Linked DNA regions of Rattus norvegicus: region 2 is linked to region 1. Evidence: chromatin contacts called from public Hi-C data. All regions are on one chromosome and are shown on one strand. Each heading gives the region's core, a stretch centred on a gene start, on an enhancer-like site or on the middle of the called end of the contact. The rest is flanking DNA. Distances are from core to core; before and after follow the strand shown.

What was found. A called contact is a pair of places that touch in the nucleus more often than the background predicts.
Region 2: a contact with region 1 is called in a Hi-C map of Schwann cells, with 2.2 times the contacts expected there. The contact joins two enhancer-like sites.

The regions. Positions count from the first base shown.
Region 1 is chr1:220,830,191-220,833,888 of GRCr8, reverse strand. No RefSeq gene overlaps it. Among named protein-coding and RNA genes, the nearest start is that of Pphln1-ps1, 230 kb to the left of the region's middle. Within about 2 kb of position 1,473, at least 10 of the 93 cell types and tissues checked have an H3K27ac peak or open chromatin away from gene starts, as enhancers often do. A contact at or near this core is called in Schwann cells, where this site is marked.
Region 2 is chr1:220,968,734-220,972,426 of GRCr8, reverse strand. No RefSeq gene overlaps it. Among named protein-coding and RNA genes, the nearest start is that of Pphln1-ps1, 88 kb to the left of the region's middle. Within about 2 kb of position 2,261, at least 46 of the 93 cell types and tissues checked have an H3K27ac peak or open chromatin away from gene starts, as enhancers often do. A contact at or near this core is called in Schwann cells, where this site is marked.

The DNA.
Region 1 (3,698 bases), core at 224-2,723:
TGTACATCACCTCATGTTATATCTCACTGTCCCTCTTTCTGGCAACACTAGAGATTTGACAAAGCAGGATGGGCATCTCACCTGAACAACAGAATTCTTTTTCTTTATTCTACAAAGACAAACTTACAAGATCTAAATCTGGGCATGACTTTCAAATAAAACCCTGCCTGGTGCTGAATAGCCTAGAAGAATGGTGTAGGGTTGGTTTTTCTCCACAGTTCTGAATTTGGCCAGCCCTTTGACAAGTAAGAAGAAATTTAATGAACCCAAATGAGGCATGTTCCTTTGTGACTGTAAAAGTTAACTTGCAAAGGCTCAGCTGGTCAAGAGCTACTACAGAGTCAGGTTCCTGCTGGGGAACTCTGTGGATATCCCCTCCTCTCGGTGAATTTCCTTCTTCTTGGGGGAAAACTAAGACATGTTACAAGCTGGAGAAAGAAGGGTTACTTGCTATTTGAAAGAGTGCATTCAAACATGGAGGCCCAGTGTGATCAGGCGACAGCGTAAGCACTGCTTGTTTATTTGCCCAGCTTTACACCATGTAAGTGATGCGGAATCCTTTCCGCCTCTAATAATAACACCACATCGGCCGGCCCTGAGTTAGTGGAAAGCTGGAATGGTTGTTGTAGGTCAGACAAGTCCACAGCTGTGGTTGGGGTGGCAGGAGGTGAGGGGGTGGTTGGGAGGAAGGGCAGAGCAAGCCTGCCTTAAAATATTTTTGCCCAGTTAACAGATTTAATGCATGGTGTTTTGCCACAAAACTCATCAACTGGAGAAAAAATTTAAAGGATCAGGGAAAGCAACCGTCTAATTCACATTCTGCCCATTCTAATTGTGCAAGCAGTACATTTTAGAAAGCTTTTGTGCTGGGGTCTTCATTTGTAGAGCACTTCCTTTGCTTATACAGTAGTCAACAGTGCTTAAATAGCGTAATTATTATGTGTTTTTAGTTTGCTTCAAATTTTGATTCAATCAGAATCCCTAAACCTGACAGCCTATAATCAAACAAAGGGAGCCCTGGAAGGGAGGTATTAACGGAGGGGAATTAAACTGTCGTTTTGAAACAGCTTAGACCAATATGAAAGCCCGTTTAGGAGTCTCTCCATAAATATCCCTTTTGTTTTGTCTAATTGCTGGTTTGAATGTATCAGACTCATCAATGAGATTAGGGTTAATAGATGTTTGGTCACGCAGAACATGCAGAGGAGGAATCTGATACACACACACACAAATTGCACTTAATGAGCTTAGCAAATGTTTGCCATATTTTTAATGAACCCTGGGGCTGTCATTTAGAAATGCTTAGCAACTGCTTTTCCATCCTTGAAAATAGAGCAACTAAAGGACATTAACACTATGCACACCGTAAATAAGAGGAGCTATTTAAAGACAGCAGCCCGGAGGAGGGGATGATGACATTTCTCTGACCCAGAGCCAGTGATACTTAACACTCTGGGTGTGGGTTCACTATGCGACAACATAGTTAGGTGGTTCAAGTTCCCAGAAGGGCACTGAGGAGCGTGAGGTTTTTTGCAAGGGTCAAGTAACCGTTTCTTTTTTTAAGTCAAACCTGTTTAGGATTGAATCTTCCACCCTCCTACCAAACCCCTGCTTCTGTTTTCACACCTTCTTCTTGCCCTTTCCAAGTATGTGTGGAGAAAGCTTTAGAAAGAGGAGGTCTGTCCTCTGCAGCAGCCTCCCAGCCCACAGCCACCCGAGCCATGGGGCTGCGGCTTCTGATACTCAGCCAAGTGAGCAGAGCAGCAAACTCTTGGGATTGGTTAGTGGGGAAGATTGAATGAGCCATCTTTGGAGCCCTTGGGATTTGGCTCTGAAACCAATGCAGTCGGCAGTAATGGGGACTTATTGGAGGAGGCTGTGTGTCTGTGCTCTGGGAGCAGAGACTGAGCCTAAAAGAATCAGGTTTCCCTTGGGGAAGGTTTGATTTGATAGAGCACAAAATGCAAGCCCCATGCATTATGGTTAGAGCAAATGAAGGATGTCCTCCATTCACAGTTTTCCACAGAGCCAATTGATTTCAGGGACTTCCTGCTCCCTGCCATCTGTCCCCTAGACCTGCCTTTCAAGGAGGCAGAAATAGACACTACCTCATTTTTAAAAAAGTATTAGGGACTAAGCAGGGCATCTCTCGGTTCTTCTGGAAAATGGCCAAACATCCAGTGAGAACAGCTGTACTTTTGTGTTAAACGATGGGGTCGAAAAGCTTATAAAGAAAAAAACTGAGTCAAGACTGTTTCTATTGTACAGGAGCTTGGCAAAGTGGACAGAATTATGAACTTCCTTTAGAAACAGCAGAATGAAGTCAGTTTTATGGGAGAACAAGGCTTGTTGTGTGTTTTGCTCCTGTTGCTATGGGGAGTGTGCATACTCAAGTGTGTGCACGTGTTTGTGCGTGTGCCTGTGCACGTGCTCACACTTGCTTGTGTATTCTGTTGGTCATCTGTCATCAAGTGCCCTTTGACTTCAGGCAATTATTAGAATGCCTGGTTTGATGAATGAAGCGAGGGTATTACCAAAGGCTTTATGGCTTCCTGGTTTAAAAACATTGTCAGTAATAAGCTATTTTTCTTTTGGAAACGTCTAGATTCTTGGCAGCTAAACTAGAGTTCCGAAAAATCATTTGTTGAGTAAACGTCCGAGGTCAGTGATGCACAACCCAAAGGCCTTCAGCATTTGGATGGCAACACAACTGAGTGAGCATAGCTGGGTGGAGATGAGGGAAAGGTATGAATATTGCAAAACAGAACAGTGCTGGTTTCGATCAGGGGACACCCATGGTACTTGGGCAAATGTTCTGATCTTTAAGCTTTCAATGCAGGCTAGCCCATTCCTATTAGCTACCCTGCCATCTTGGATTCCAGAGGTTTAGTTTGATTTTTGACCTTTCCCTGAGTCTGTTCTGTCAACTTCTCTATTAATTTTCGGATAGCTATTTATTGTTTTTCCTCTCCAGTCCTGTGAGTGCCAGCTCATAACTGGGTATCTCTAATGAAGGAGTTAGCAAACATTTTTAATTTCTGTTTTTAATGTATGTGTGTCTTTCCCTTCCTTTGCCTTGTCTTTCCTTGTTTTTCCTTCTGCTCATATAAATGGGAAGAAAGAATGTACTTTCTGAAAGTTAGCAAGCATGGGCACGGACTGGGGCAGGAGAGGCTAGAGAGGGAAACGTAACCTGTAGCATATGCCATGGACAATGGGCAGGACTAGCTGTTTCTACATCATATTCAATAATTATCTAGCTATTCAGAAAAGGGCTGCCAATGATCCTTTAGATATCAAATTCCGTATTAAAAATGATGTGCTTCTGAGTACCTTTTTGTGTGTATGTATAGATACACACTTTCCAGTATTATATTTGAAAATGCTCATCAGGGCTGGGAAGATAACTTAGTGGGTCTTGAACTTGCTATTCAAGTGTGGGGTCTTGAGTTTGAACTTCCAGAACCCACACACCTTAAGGTGGCAAAACAACTGCAGGTAGCAGTCAGTAGCTCTAGTGCTCTGATGGTGAGATGGGAGGCAGAGATAGAGCCCGTATATGAAGCTGCAAGTGAGAAACGCAGTCTCGAATGGCGTGGAGGGCATGTACAAGCAGTGGAATGAATGTGTGTGCACGGGCAATCTCAATTGTGCTGTCTACATTTTTAACTTAATATTTGCCCACCCGCAGGCACACG
Region 2 (3,693 bases), core at 1,012-3,511, 140 kb before region 1:
GCATAGGAGCAGTGGAAAGAGTCATGAGGATGCTAGCTTTTGGCTCAGCATCTAGCAAGTGGGGTTCAGGAGGCACTAGGTGGAGGCAGGATTTTAACTTTCATTTTACATTTTTCTGTTTTATAACAAAGGGAAATATGCATGTGTCTATGTGCATATGTGTGCACAGCTAAGTGGAAAAATTTCTTCATTCACAAGGCATCGTTCACAGGGATGCTAGCCTTGACCAATGGGCTTTAAATACTTTCAATTCCATTGTGAGGATCTTATGAAATTTCAACTACCTGCTTTTCGTGATTTCTAAAGACAGGTGAACTCACATTGTAATGGCCAATGAGGTAAGTACATAAATGGAGTTCTATTCTAGTTGTTAATGGCCTTATACGGTAATTTCAGTTCATCCTTGTCCAAAGGGGAGTTCTCCAAGACTTTTAAAACATACTGGTATGAAAGTAAAATAAAGCCCTGAAACGCTATTTCTGAAGCTCTTTCGCAGGACCACAGTGCATGCTAGAAGAGCGACCGCCCCGAGAAGGTTGCAATGAAAACATGTGGCATTACTAATGCAATGGTTCTCAAAGGGGTTGAGTACCTCAGAATAGCAATTTACTGGAAGCTACTTAGGGATACATGAGTCTGGTGCTTTGGGCTATCCCACTGTCAGAGTTTCTGTAGAGAACAAGGAATAATGATGCCTTTGGGATTGACCGCTTTCTTGTATAATTGGTGTCCATACTTGAGAGCATTACATTTTAGGAAAGGTAATTAAATAATTCATTGTCTGATGTTATGGAAGATGCTAACTTTGGAGTACATTTGCACGGGCAAATGCTCACTGATGTGTTTTTCCATAGGAGGAAGAGGCACTTTAATGTTTCTTGTGTGCCCAGCATAATTCTTGATCATTTATTCCCTAACTCAGATTCCAAGTTCAGTTTGGAGAAGTCCTTAGATTTTTTGTAAAGGACAAGCTGCCCATGTACTTACGTACATGGAACCTTCTTTTGAAAATATGGAAGAGAACTATTTGTGAGATGACAAAAGATTCTTAAGAGCCCTGATGTGGAAGGTGATCACCAGCCAATGACTGTGGTCTCTCTGAGGATAATTTTGTCTGGTGAATTTGTTTATGTAAAATGCCCTACAAAGATTTAAAAAAATGAAATTAAATTAATTATATTTTCATACTTTGAATTTTTTGCCAGCTTTTGCAATGGGAATTTTAGCCACTATGCAGATGGCAGTTTACAGGAGCCATGCTGCAGTTGCAGGCATCATGGGTGGCTCTGAGAGTGGACTTACAAATGTCCTGTTCTCTACCTACCTACTAACTGGTTAGGAAAACACAAGTGTTAAAAATATTCATATTGCAATTTTAACTGTTCAGCATTAGAGCTTTAATGCACAAAGAACAAGAGAAGACAGAAAACATCCAAGATGCTGTTATTTACAGTAATTTAATTTTTAGGCCAATATCATGTGGCATATTGCTTTGGAATCTAAACTGCTTTCTTCTCAGTATGTTTTTTTGCCCTTTATAAAAATACATTATAGCACTAGCTAGTGTGATTGCAAGGGTTAATTGCTCACATTAGAAGACTGATCCACAGACCGCTCTGAGTTGGGGTATTTCTTTATTAAATATAGTTCCTAGTTCACTAGAACAGCTAAAACTGTGTTAACAGGGCAGATCAATATGTTACAGGAGAATTAATTTACACCTGTGCCATCTCATTAGTGCACTTATGTTGATATATCCCTCATTAATCAATTAAGCTTGAAAATACTCAAACGTTGCTGTCTATACTGCTCAGTCTCAGGGCTGCTCTCTGGAGTAAAAGCATTTGGAAATGAATTTGGAGCCACGGGTCCTTGGAATTGCCTTTACCCTAAGATGCTCAATAGGATCGGACAAATGGTACCATTAATCAGCTTAAAAATTGATCAGTTGGTTTCTCAAGCCCGCTATAAGGTAATGGGCTTCAGGATGAGATTTAGTGAGTATATGTCATGTATCTTGCTTACATTTGCCTCCAACATTTCCTGTCCACTAAAAGGCCACACTCACTGATTTTTTTTCTCTCTCCACAGTCAGGATACTCAGAGAAGAGAGTGTGGACACGAAGACAAACTTCAGACAAAGGAGATGACTGAAAATGTCATTGTAGAGTCAGATCTCTGAGTGCAGTGTCAGCAGGCCTGGGAGAGGTCTGGAGGAGCCTGGTCCATGAGGGCTGGCTCAGCACCAAAACAGCTTTCAGAACAATGACTGGGTAGAGTCAGGCTGTGACTCATTACACTGGGCATTATTTCCTGCTAGGCTGCCTAAATACTGATCAAAAGGCAGCTTTGTGCATTGAAATTAAAGAGTTGTGGCTGTGGAGGCCGAAGTCATTCAGCCAGGAATCTATTTCTTTTGGGTGATGCTGGCTGAAGCAGATTGGACTTCTTTCAGTATGTGCTTTGAGATTAGAAATTGAGAGAGAAGAAAAGAGATCATGGGGGCTTTAGGGTGTCTGCATGCCAAAATGAGCTGTTCTGAGAGCTCAGAGTCAGGGCCTTGCTTCATCACCAAGGAGAGAACTAATGGTGAGATTTATAGTTGGAAGTGGCTGGTTTCAGGCTTAGGCAGAGTGAAGCAAGTCTGCTCCGGGGCTTTTCATCTGGAAGTCAGCTGGATTCTGCATTAAATATACTTTGGGATTCACTGCTGGGCTTCCAGGAAATCATAGAAATCTCTAAGCACCTATAAATAAACCAAAGCCAAACTTGGTGCTGGGACCAGAGCAGTGAAGGACATTCAAATAAAAGATGAATTTCTAAAAAAGAATGTAGTAGTAACAGCCAATAAAGTGAAGTAAGCCTTGGGTTAATGGGAGGGAGGTGAATCTCACTTGTGGTTGCCTTGATGAGAGAAGGTTGGCTGGATAAGTGAAAGCAGTCCAAGATAGAGCATCTCCCAGCAGAAGTAAAAGCAAAGCCACAGATCCATGTTAACAGAACACATGGAACCAGAACACACCAAAATAAACTACCAAGGTGAATATTTTCAGAAAAATAACTTCAAATGCAGTTGAAGTTAAATATTTTAATATATCGTGTAATATCTCTGATGAGTAACTAATTAGTTTTTAAAATAAAAATTTTAAATAAGCATTAATAGACCAGAAATAAACTTCCCTCCAAGTTAAACTCACAAAAGATATGAAGCAAGGATTTTCAGATAAGAAAGAACTTTGGATGCTTGTCTTTCTGGGCCTGAACTATTTCAGTTATATACATTTTTTTCCAGTTTTATCCAATTACCTGGCAATTTTAATTTTCTTTAGAACTGTGTAATATTTCATTGTGCATTGGTACCACATATTTTTCTTACCCATCCATCTGTTGCTTTCTAAGCTATTGTGAACATAGTGGCATCAACAAATCTGGTTGTGCAAGTGTCCCTGTGGTAGGATGTAAAGTTCATAAAGCATGTGCCCAGGAATGACATAGCTGGCTTATAGGGCATTTATTTTTTCTTTCTTTCATTCTTCCTCCCTTCCTTTCTTCCTCCCTCCCTCCCTCTCTCCCTCCTTCCCTCACTTCCTTACATTCATTCATTTATTTTTACACTCCAGATTTTATTCCCCTCCCAGTGTACCCTCTGACTGTCCCACATCCTATAACTCCCTCTTCCCCACCCCCACCCCA